Linked DNA regions of Mus musculus: regions 2 and 3 are each linked to region 1. A link is a contact called in public Hi-C and promoter capture Hi-C data. All regions are on one chromosome and are shown on one strand. Each heading gives the region's core, a stretch centred on a gene start, on an enhancer-like site or on the middle of the called end of the contact. The rest is flanking DNA. Distances are from core to core; before and after follow the strand shown.

Region 1 (2,738 bases), core at 111-2,610:
ACAGGTTGCTTCTTCTGCAGCAAATTTACTTATCCAATAACTTGACAGAAATTGAAGTTTGAATTTGGCAAGTGAAACACCCAGGCTAGACTCTGGATCCTGCATTGACAACCGATCTTCATAGCCAATCTTCCAGGAGCCAGAAGCCAAACGAGTCTGGTCTTACAAGACATTGATTTCCCTCTAAGCCCACCAAAGCCTTCTAGCTTTGTAGCTCTAGGTAGGGTCCAATCTTTCACCCACCTTATAGGCTCCCACTGGGAAATGGCCGAATCTCTTAGAACCTTCCCTTGCAGGGAAGCAGGCTTTCAGAGTTTCTGATACTTGCATAAAGAGAACTGTCTTAGCAGAAAGGGCCAGGGAAGAGTCTTTCACACACCAGAGCCCCTCTGAACATCAGAGCTCAGAAGTTCATTTCAATGAGTCCCTCTGTGGAGTATCCGTGTAGGCGGTTCTGACAGGGGGCCTGCAGAACTGTACTAGTGAAGGCTTGGAGCTTTTGCAAGGTTTGCAAGCCAATCTGGACCCCCTAAAACACTCCTATCCCCAACCTAAGCCAAGAACTTCCTATACAAATTATTTCCGAGGCAAAGGGCATATCCTGCTCTACCATGCACCCCCACGGTGAGATCGTGGGCCAGCTGGTGGTGTTAAGATCTGTGAAAGGGCTTTTGTAAGGAGCCTGCTCTCCCAAGGGCAACTGTGTGTCCCTCCGCCCTCTCTGTCCAGAGCCCTGGGGAAAGGAAGTCAGAAAGGCTAGAAGCCAGTCCTGCAGTTCTGTTGTTCTGCAGTTCCCCCCAACCCCCACCCCGTGGGGGGCAAAGACAGCAGTGAGTTTCTGCTACACTGAGGCCAGGCCCTCACCTGCTGTATTGTCCTGGGAAACCGAGTCTGTGCTGGGTAAGAGAGAGGTGGGGCTCAGGAGTACTGAAGGAAACGGGGATGCAGAAGCAGAAGGCAGGAGTGGGGGGACTGGGGTCTGCAGATTCTGTCTGGCAGCATCTTAATAATAGCAACACATCTCCCTCGGGGCTGGCTCGCGCTCGGGCCTGGGATGGTATTGATCAGTTCATCCTGCCTACTTCATTATGTTGGCAAGAACCTCTCAAGCGCTCCTCAACTTCTACCCTCTCCCCTGTCTCCCGACCCAGGCAGTACCCAGCTGAGCTCTGCGCGGAGTTTTGTTTGGTAAGCTAGGTTTTGTCAAAGAATGGGGTGTTTTCTTTGCGGTGGGGGTCCGGGACACAGGGATCTAACCCAGTGGCCAGCTTGGCGGCGGCGGCGAGCGACACACCTCGCTAGCTCTGCCCCAGCCGGCCCCTTTAATTCGAGTTCGCTGCGGGGCCAGGTGCGGCGCTGCGTGGCGCGGTGCGGCGCGGTGCGGCTGCGGGCGGCGGCCGGGCGCTCCGTACGCGCCGCCCGCGGGACTGCAGAGTCGGCTCCCGGCTGGCCGCCCGCACCCCGCCGCCACCACCGCCACCGCCCGCTGTCCGGGTTCTGCCTGTGCTGGCTGCCACCCAGGAACATGGAGGCTCTGGTACCCATCTGCAAGGGTAAATCAGTGTCCGGCATTCTGCTGCGCATGCTGCCATCCCTGACCGGCTGCAGCGCCCATAGGGGCTGCAGGGTACCACGGTAGTCTGGGTGGGCGAGGTGGTGCCGACCCTTGATGTCGGCCTGAAGGGCTGTGGATCCGCACCGGCTGCGTGGGACTTAAGGGGGAGACTTGTTCCTGCAGAAGAGTGCATGGAATGGGCTCGGGGACCCTGTGGTCTGTGCGTGACATAGGGCGGAGGGCGCAGATTGGAGCTGGCGGGTGATGGGAAGTGCAGCTGACTGCATAGCCACCGCTGGTAAATAGTGGGTGGGTAGGACCCGAGTCACTTGGGTCCTCCTGGTTGCATTTGCCTCTCGGCAACGGAGTAAAATGGGCTTCTCTGCAGTCTCTTGTTTTTTCCACTTGGCCGGGGTGGTGGGCTGCCGTGAAGCTCTCCAGCCTAAAAGGAAGCTAGATCTGGAGCAGCTGCCTGGCGACGCCTGCTCTGCACCCTCAGAGTTCGGGCTCCTGTGTTTCAGGTGGAGATGGAGTCTTGGTGGTCCCTCGGCTGGACCTCGCAGGCACCAGCTAGGCTGCCCTCCGGCCCGCAGCGGGAGCCCACCGCACTGCGCAGGAAGGGGTTAAGGTGGCACACTCTAGCGGTCCGGCGGCTGTGGGCTCCGGTCAGCCCAGCGGATTCCGGCGGGAGCGCGCCCGGCGGAATCCCGGCTGGAACCCCGGGCGATGGGAGAGGGCCCAGACCCCTCCCCGGCTCTGGGGCCAGCGGGATTGGGTCGGCGGGGGGCCAGCCCGGAAGCCAGCTTTCTCTAGGCTCCCCCTCTATGTGAAGCCAATCCGCCCCGCAGTCAGGCAGCTTGAGCGTTTGTTCTGTGCTTCCCTGCCGAGATGTGAGGGATTTTCTCTTGGGAAGAAATCGGTGGTCGAGTGCTTGCCCAGCTCAAATGCCACCCAACCCAGAGCAAGGCCTGAGGCCCAGGGATCCTGGAGGGAGAGTAAGTTCAAGCGACCCCTTCTATTAGGCATTCTACAGAGGCAATCTTGCTGCTTGTGGGACCTCTCTAGCTGGGAAGGAGTGTGTGTTGTGGAGGAAGGATTGCTTCTTTACCAGGACATGGCTAAGGTCAGAGAGGAAAACCCTCCCTCTTGGGAGATATGTCTTCTGACACCAAGAAAGCTGGGT
Region 2 (2,711 bases), core at 5-2,504, 640 kb before region 1:
TTAAGTTTTGTTTGGAAACAGGAATACAGGAAGAAGGCTAAAGCAATCCTGGAAACTGGAGAAATGGCAGAAATTAAAATGAGAATGTTATGACACCCTCACAGTCAATAGGCATCACATTCTTCCCATTTCGCAGGGAAGGAGTTTCCCAAGAAGCTTTCAAATGGCAGGCCAGGATTTAGCTTCAGCAGTTCTTTTTTTGTTTTGGTTTGGTTTTTGGTTTGTTTTTTGTTTGTTTGTTTGTTTTTGTTTGTTTTTGTTTTTCGAGACAGGGTTACTCTGTATAGCCCTGGCTGTCCTGGAACTCACTTTGTAGACCAGGCTGGCCTCGAACTCAGAAATCTGCCTGCCTTTGCCTCCCGAGTGCTGGGATTAAAGGCGTGTGCCAGCCACCACGCCCGGCGCTTCAGCAGTTCTTGACCGAACACTTTGTGTTTCTTTTTGCAAAGCTTGCTCTCCCCTCCACCCCTAGTCAGCATGCAGCTCAAAGGCAGCATGGGATGCAGTTTGTTGATCATTCATAGTCCTTCTCACCTCTCCATCTCTGTCTTCAGAAAGATTCAAGTGAGGACTCACTTCTGGCGCAAACTGTTCCATCAGATGCAAAGACCGGAAGTCTCAAAAAGACCTTGAGGAGCAGACAACTTCCTCTGGTTAGTGCTGTGGTGAGCATTCCACCTCCTTCTCTAAAGCAAGCTACTAAATAACCTTGGCCCCCACTTGGTGCTCAGCCTCTTGCAGCAAGTCTCTACTTTCTTGACAAAAGGAGACTGGAAACTAAGACCTCTACAAAGCATAGCAATTTGCATTTGGTTTCCTCTGAGCATGGCAGACCAACACTGCACACCCACTCCCTATGCCTTTTTGTAAAAGCTGCATGTTCACATACACCCTGGGAACTTGGTGCTTGTGTTTTCTCACACTGCCTGCAGCTTGATTGCTACTCAGATCTCACATCCTTCATGTGGTCCAGCAGCTGCTGACTACTACTATATCCTGCTTCGTCTCACATGCAAGGACACTCGTGAGCTCTGTTGTGCAAACTAATATTTGTACTGGGATTATTTGGCAATAATATTAGCTCCAATAATCTTATTTAAGCCCTGCTCTTATCAACTATTTCCCTTGGCCTTTGTGATATCTGGGAGAGTCGTGTTGGGTATGAAAACCCTTTGGAGGGATGATTTCAGACAGGTTCATATGGTTCAGCCCCCTCCACCCATCAGCAAGGCACCCAGGAAATAACAAGCAGTGACGTAAAGATGTCTCAGAATAAGATGTAAAGATGTAAAGATAAAATATGGGGAAGGTTGACTCTTAGAAAATCGTGGAGCTGGAGAGATGGCCCAGTAGGTGAAGGTATTTATCACCAAACCTGACAGCCTTTGCTCAATCTCCAACCACTTGGTGGGAGGAAACAAAGAACTCCTAAAAATTGTCCTCGGACCTTCACATATGTACCTGTCATACATACATCCATATTCACCCATAAATAGCAATGGTAATTTTAAATTGTTAAAGTTTGTTGAGGAGGCTACAAGAGATTAGGGGTGGAGAAGATGGTTGAGGAGAATCTGCTAAAGCACTTTGAGAACACTAAAGTGACACCTAATATTTTGTATGCTAATTTAAAATTACATTTTAAAACGCTAAAATAAGTTATTTTTTTAAGTCTGATAAGAACAGCACTTAATGCTGAGGCTGTCCTTTATACATATCTTATTAGGATGTGTAGTTTCAAGAGTTCAGCTTACTCCGAAGGGCGTTCTCTCTCTGTGTCTCTCTGTCTGTCTCTCTGTCTGTCTCTCTGTCTCTGTCTCTCTCTCCTGTGTGTGTGTGTGTGTGTGTGTGTGTGTGTGTGTGTGTGTCTGTGTTTAGAACAGAGGACATATTTTGGTAGCTGGTACTTATTTCCATCTTGTTGAGGGTCTTTCAAGAATTCTAGTCTCTAAGCTAGCTGGCCCTGGTTTCTGCCTCTCATCTTGCCATGTGAGTGCTACATCTTAACATTTTTTTGTTTACGTGGGTTCCAGGGATCAAATTCAGGTTTTCATGTTTGTACAGCTAGAACTTTTAACTGTCTCTGGACCCCGAGTTTGGGGACAGGTATTGGTATTGGTACACTACCACCAATATGCTGTGCATCCTGAGAAGAGCTCAGGCTGGTCTCAAGCTCTCTATGGAGAGGGGAATGGTGTTTGAACTCCTGACTCTCCTCTTTTTACTTCCCAAGTGTTTGAATTAGTCATGTACTACCATAGCCTGTTCTTTCTTGTTTGTTTTTATTAATATGTGCTTAGGTGTGTCTGTGTGGAGGTATGCACTCATGAGTGCGGTGTCCATTGAATCAAGAAGTGGTCATCAGATCCCCTAAATCTGGAGTAACACATAGTTGAAAAGTGCCCAGTATGGATGCTTGGAACTGAACTCAGATTCTCTTCAAGAGGAACAAACATTCCTAACCACTCCACTGAGCAATCTCTCTGACCACTATTTCTTCTTTGTCAAGATAAGGTCTCATTTCATAGCCCAGGCTATCCTGGAACTCACTATCAAGAGCAGGCTAACCTCAAACTCATAACAATCCTCCTTTCTCAACCCCGAAAATGCTGTAATTACAAGTGTGAGCCACCACACCCATCACAGTCAATTGGCTTAACTTATGCTGCAGTGAAGAACTTCAGGACAAGTCACTATGAAGCAAAGTTGAA
Region 3 (2,700 bases), core at 27-2,526, 970 kb before region 1:
AAGAAGATAATGTGTTTTCTCTTTAATGGGGTTAATATTTAAAGGGTTTGATTCTCTTGACATTCAAAGATTTGCACCTTTCTGAGAAGTGGAGCCACTGAGGTCTGGGATGCCTCCCAAGAAGTGCCCTATGCCTATAAGGCCAACGAGTGGCTTGGCTATGACAATATCAAGAGCTTCAGTGTTAAGGTAAGGCCAGCTCCTTGGATTTGCTGCCATAACAGACCCAAGGCTCAGGAAATCAAAGGAACCTTCTACCCTCTACTCTTAAACAGGCTCAGTGGCTTAAGCAGAACAATTTTGGAGGTGCCATGATCTGGGCCATTGACCTTGATGACTTCACTGGCTCTTTCTGTGATCAGGGAAAATTTCCTCTGACTTCTACTTTGAACAAAGCCCTTGGCATATCCACTGAAGGTAAATGACTGCATTAGTGTCCTGTGTGTGTGTCTGTGTGTGTATGTATGTATGTATGTATGTACGTATGTATGTGTTAATAATGTCTGCTTATTAATTTAAAGGCAGTCTTGGCATTCTCACTCCTATTGTCTTGGGATATTCTTCCCATTTCAGTCTGTTGCACTTGTCCAGGTGACAGAAAAGTTATTGACATTCCCTAAATCCTAATTTCTAAGGGAATTATGGAAAACCAAGCTTATTTTTGGAGTGTGTGAGATCAGATTTTCTAGGATTTCAAGGTTTGTAAGAGTCTGAAGAAATTGTGCTTACTTTTTTACATACAAGTTTCTCTCTCTCTCTCTCTCTCTCTCTCTCTCTCTCTCTCTCTCTCTCTCTGTGTGTGTGTGTGTGTGTGTGTGTGGTGTGTGTTCCTTATTCAATGTCTTGCTTAGGCTCCTGGGGAGAATTAACAGGAAGCTTTGCCTGTATTCTTATATATCCACTCCATCACTCAGGGAATATTTCAACCTTCCTACCTGTTCCCATGTTTTTCTTTCAGAGGTATTTACAGTCATATCTTAAAAATATCTGTTTTTGCATATTAGGTCTTTCTTGAATGTCTTAGATAGCAAAAGAGAGAACAAGATAATGCTGGCATGCATTCACATTACATCTTTTCTTAGTTCCTGCTATGTCTTACAGCCTCTTCAGTTGTGAGACTGCAGCTAATTGCATCCATATTCTGGCTATAATGCACATAGTTTACTTTACTGCCACTGCTTCATCAAGCCCACCCATCGACTCACTCTACTTGTATGTTTCAGGTTGCACAGCTCCTGACGTGCCTTCCGAGCCAGTGACTACTCCTCCAGGAAGTGGGAGTGGGGGTGGAAGCTCCGGAGGAAGCTCTGGAGGCAGTGGATTCTGTGCCGACAAAGCAGATGGCCTCTACCCTGTGGCAGATGACAGAAATGCTTTTTGGCAGTGCATCAATGGAATCACATACCAGCAGCATTGTCAAGCAGGGCTTGTTTTTGATACCAGCTGTAATTGCTGCAACTGGCCATGAACCTAATGCCATTCTTCCAGAAATTTCTGCACTCTCCTTTACTCCTCACCAAAAGTAACTATCTTCCCTTTAACCTTATGCAATAAAATTGGTAGCCAAAACATCGGTGTTCTTGATTTTTCACAGTTTTGTTGAAAACTTTTCTTTACTTAGAAATACCAGCTATGTATGGGTTGGAGGGAGAGGGAGAGAGAGAGAGAGAGAGAGAGAGAGAGAGAGAGAGAGAGAGAGAGAGAGAGAGAGAGAGAGAGAGAGAGAGAGAGAGAGAAATTGTGGAGCCAACCACCATACATTTTCTACTGTGGAAGATATTTGATGTTTGGTGATGAATCAGTAGCCTAGGAACCATTATCAAGGACTCTGTAGTATTTGCAATGCTGCTGGGGTTGCTGAGGAATAAAATCCACAACTTTCTGTTAATCTTGCTGGGGATCTGGAACTGTTTTAGTAATACTGAAATTAGAAGCAGTGGCTAGATATGCGCTATGGACTGTGTAGCATGAAGTACCTGCCCAGCAAAGAGGCTTACAAGAGTCTTTATCAGCAGTGTCAAACTGACTCCTAGTGACTTAATGCCTTTCCAGAACTTAGCAGAAAAACTTCTTTCTGCAGTAGATAGCAATTGACACAAAGACCTGCAACTAGTCAAGGCACAGAGAATAAGAAACTTGGAGCGCTTAACCCTAAATGAGACATCTATGTCATATCCCTTCTCCTCCTACAGCTCAGGGCTCATCACAGAAGGGGTTTTCAAAAGATTGTAGGAGCCAGAGGCAGAGGATAAATACAAGGAAACTGTTTTCTAAATACTACAGAGCAGTTGTAGGGACACACAAATTAACAACAGTTGTGACAGTATACATAAGAACTCCAAAAGGTCAAACCAGACAAATACCACCATTGAGAGGAAAGTAGGCCATGAAGTTCCACCCCTAGCTGAGATGCTATTGATAATTGATAGGGTTTAGAAGTCAGTTTTTTTAAAAGTGTCACACAACTCAAGAATATATAAGCAGCACAAATTAGTCTCAATGAGTTTGAAAACATGAGAACACAAAATTGTGTAGATAAGGAAATGGGTGGATTTAGGAGGAGATAGGGGAGGAAGTGAATATGATCAAAATACAGTTTAAAAATTCTCAACAAAAGAGACGAGGGTGTAGAGAAAAGAGAGCCCTCTCATTTACTGACAGCTGCAGTCACTATTCCTGAACTGACATTCACTTGTCACA

The links. Promoter capture Hi-C pulls out the DNA fragments that hold promoters and counts their contacts. Hi-C and Micro-C count contacts between places; a contact is called where the count stands out from the background.
Region 2: a Hi-C map of CD8 T cells shows a contact between it and region 1, with 2.7 times the contacts expected there. The contact joins the enhancer-like site here to the promoter of Kcna2 in region 1. A contact is called at or near these places in 1 of 39 promoter capture datasets (pre-B cells), 1 of 484 Hi-C or Micro-C datasets (CD8 T cells), 1 of 115 datasets of contacts at active chromatin or transcription factors (CD8 T cells) and 1 of 9 other capture datasets (embryonic stem cells).
Region 3: a contact with region 1 is called in a promoter capture Hi-C map of hippocampal neurons, with 2.7 times the contacts expected there. The contact joins the enhancer-like site here to the promoter of Kcna2 in region 1. A contact is called at or near these places in 4 of 39 promoter capture datasets (hematopoietic stem and progenitor cells, hippocampal neurons, liver and 1 more) and 1 of 9 other capture datasets (embryonic stem cells).

What each region holds. Positions count from the first base shown.
Region 1 is chr3:107,100,207-107,102,944 of GRCm38.p6, forward strand. It overlaps Kcna2 (potassium voltage-gated channel, shaker-related subfamily, member 2), which reads left to right and starts at 1,361. Exons shown (of 3, transcript NM_008417.5): 1 at 1,361-1,553.
Region 2 is chr3:106,461,462-106,464,172 of GRCm38.p6, forward strand. No RefSeq gene overlaps it. Among named protein-coding and RNA genes, the nearest start is that of 2010016I18Rik, 23 kb to the right of the region's middle. Within about 2 kb of position 1,255, at least 74 of the 459 cell types and tissues checked have an H3K27ac peak or open chromatin away from gene starts, as enhancers often do. A contact at or near this core is called in CD8 T cells and pre-B cells, where this site is marked.
Region 3 is chr3:106,130,550-106,133,249 of GRCm38.p6, forward strand. It overlaps Chia1 (chitinase, acidic 1), which reads left to right. Exons shown (of 11, transcript NM_023186.3): 9 at 70-189; 10 at 276-417; 11 at 1,224-1,569. The coding sequence ends at 1,468. Among named protein-coding and RNA genes, the nearest start is that of Chia1, 19 kb to the left of the region's middle. Within about 2 kb of position 1,277, at least 24 of the 459 cell types and tissues checked have an H3K27ac peak or open chromatin away from gene starts, as enhancers often do. A contact at or near this core is called in hippocampal neurons, where this site is marked.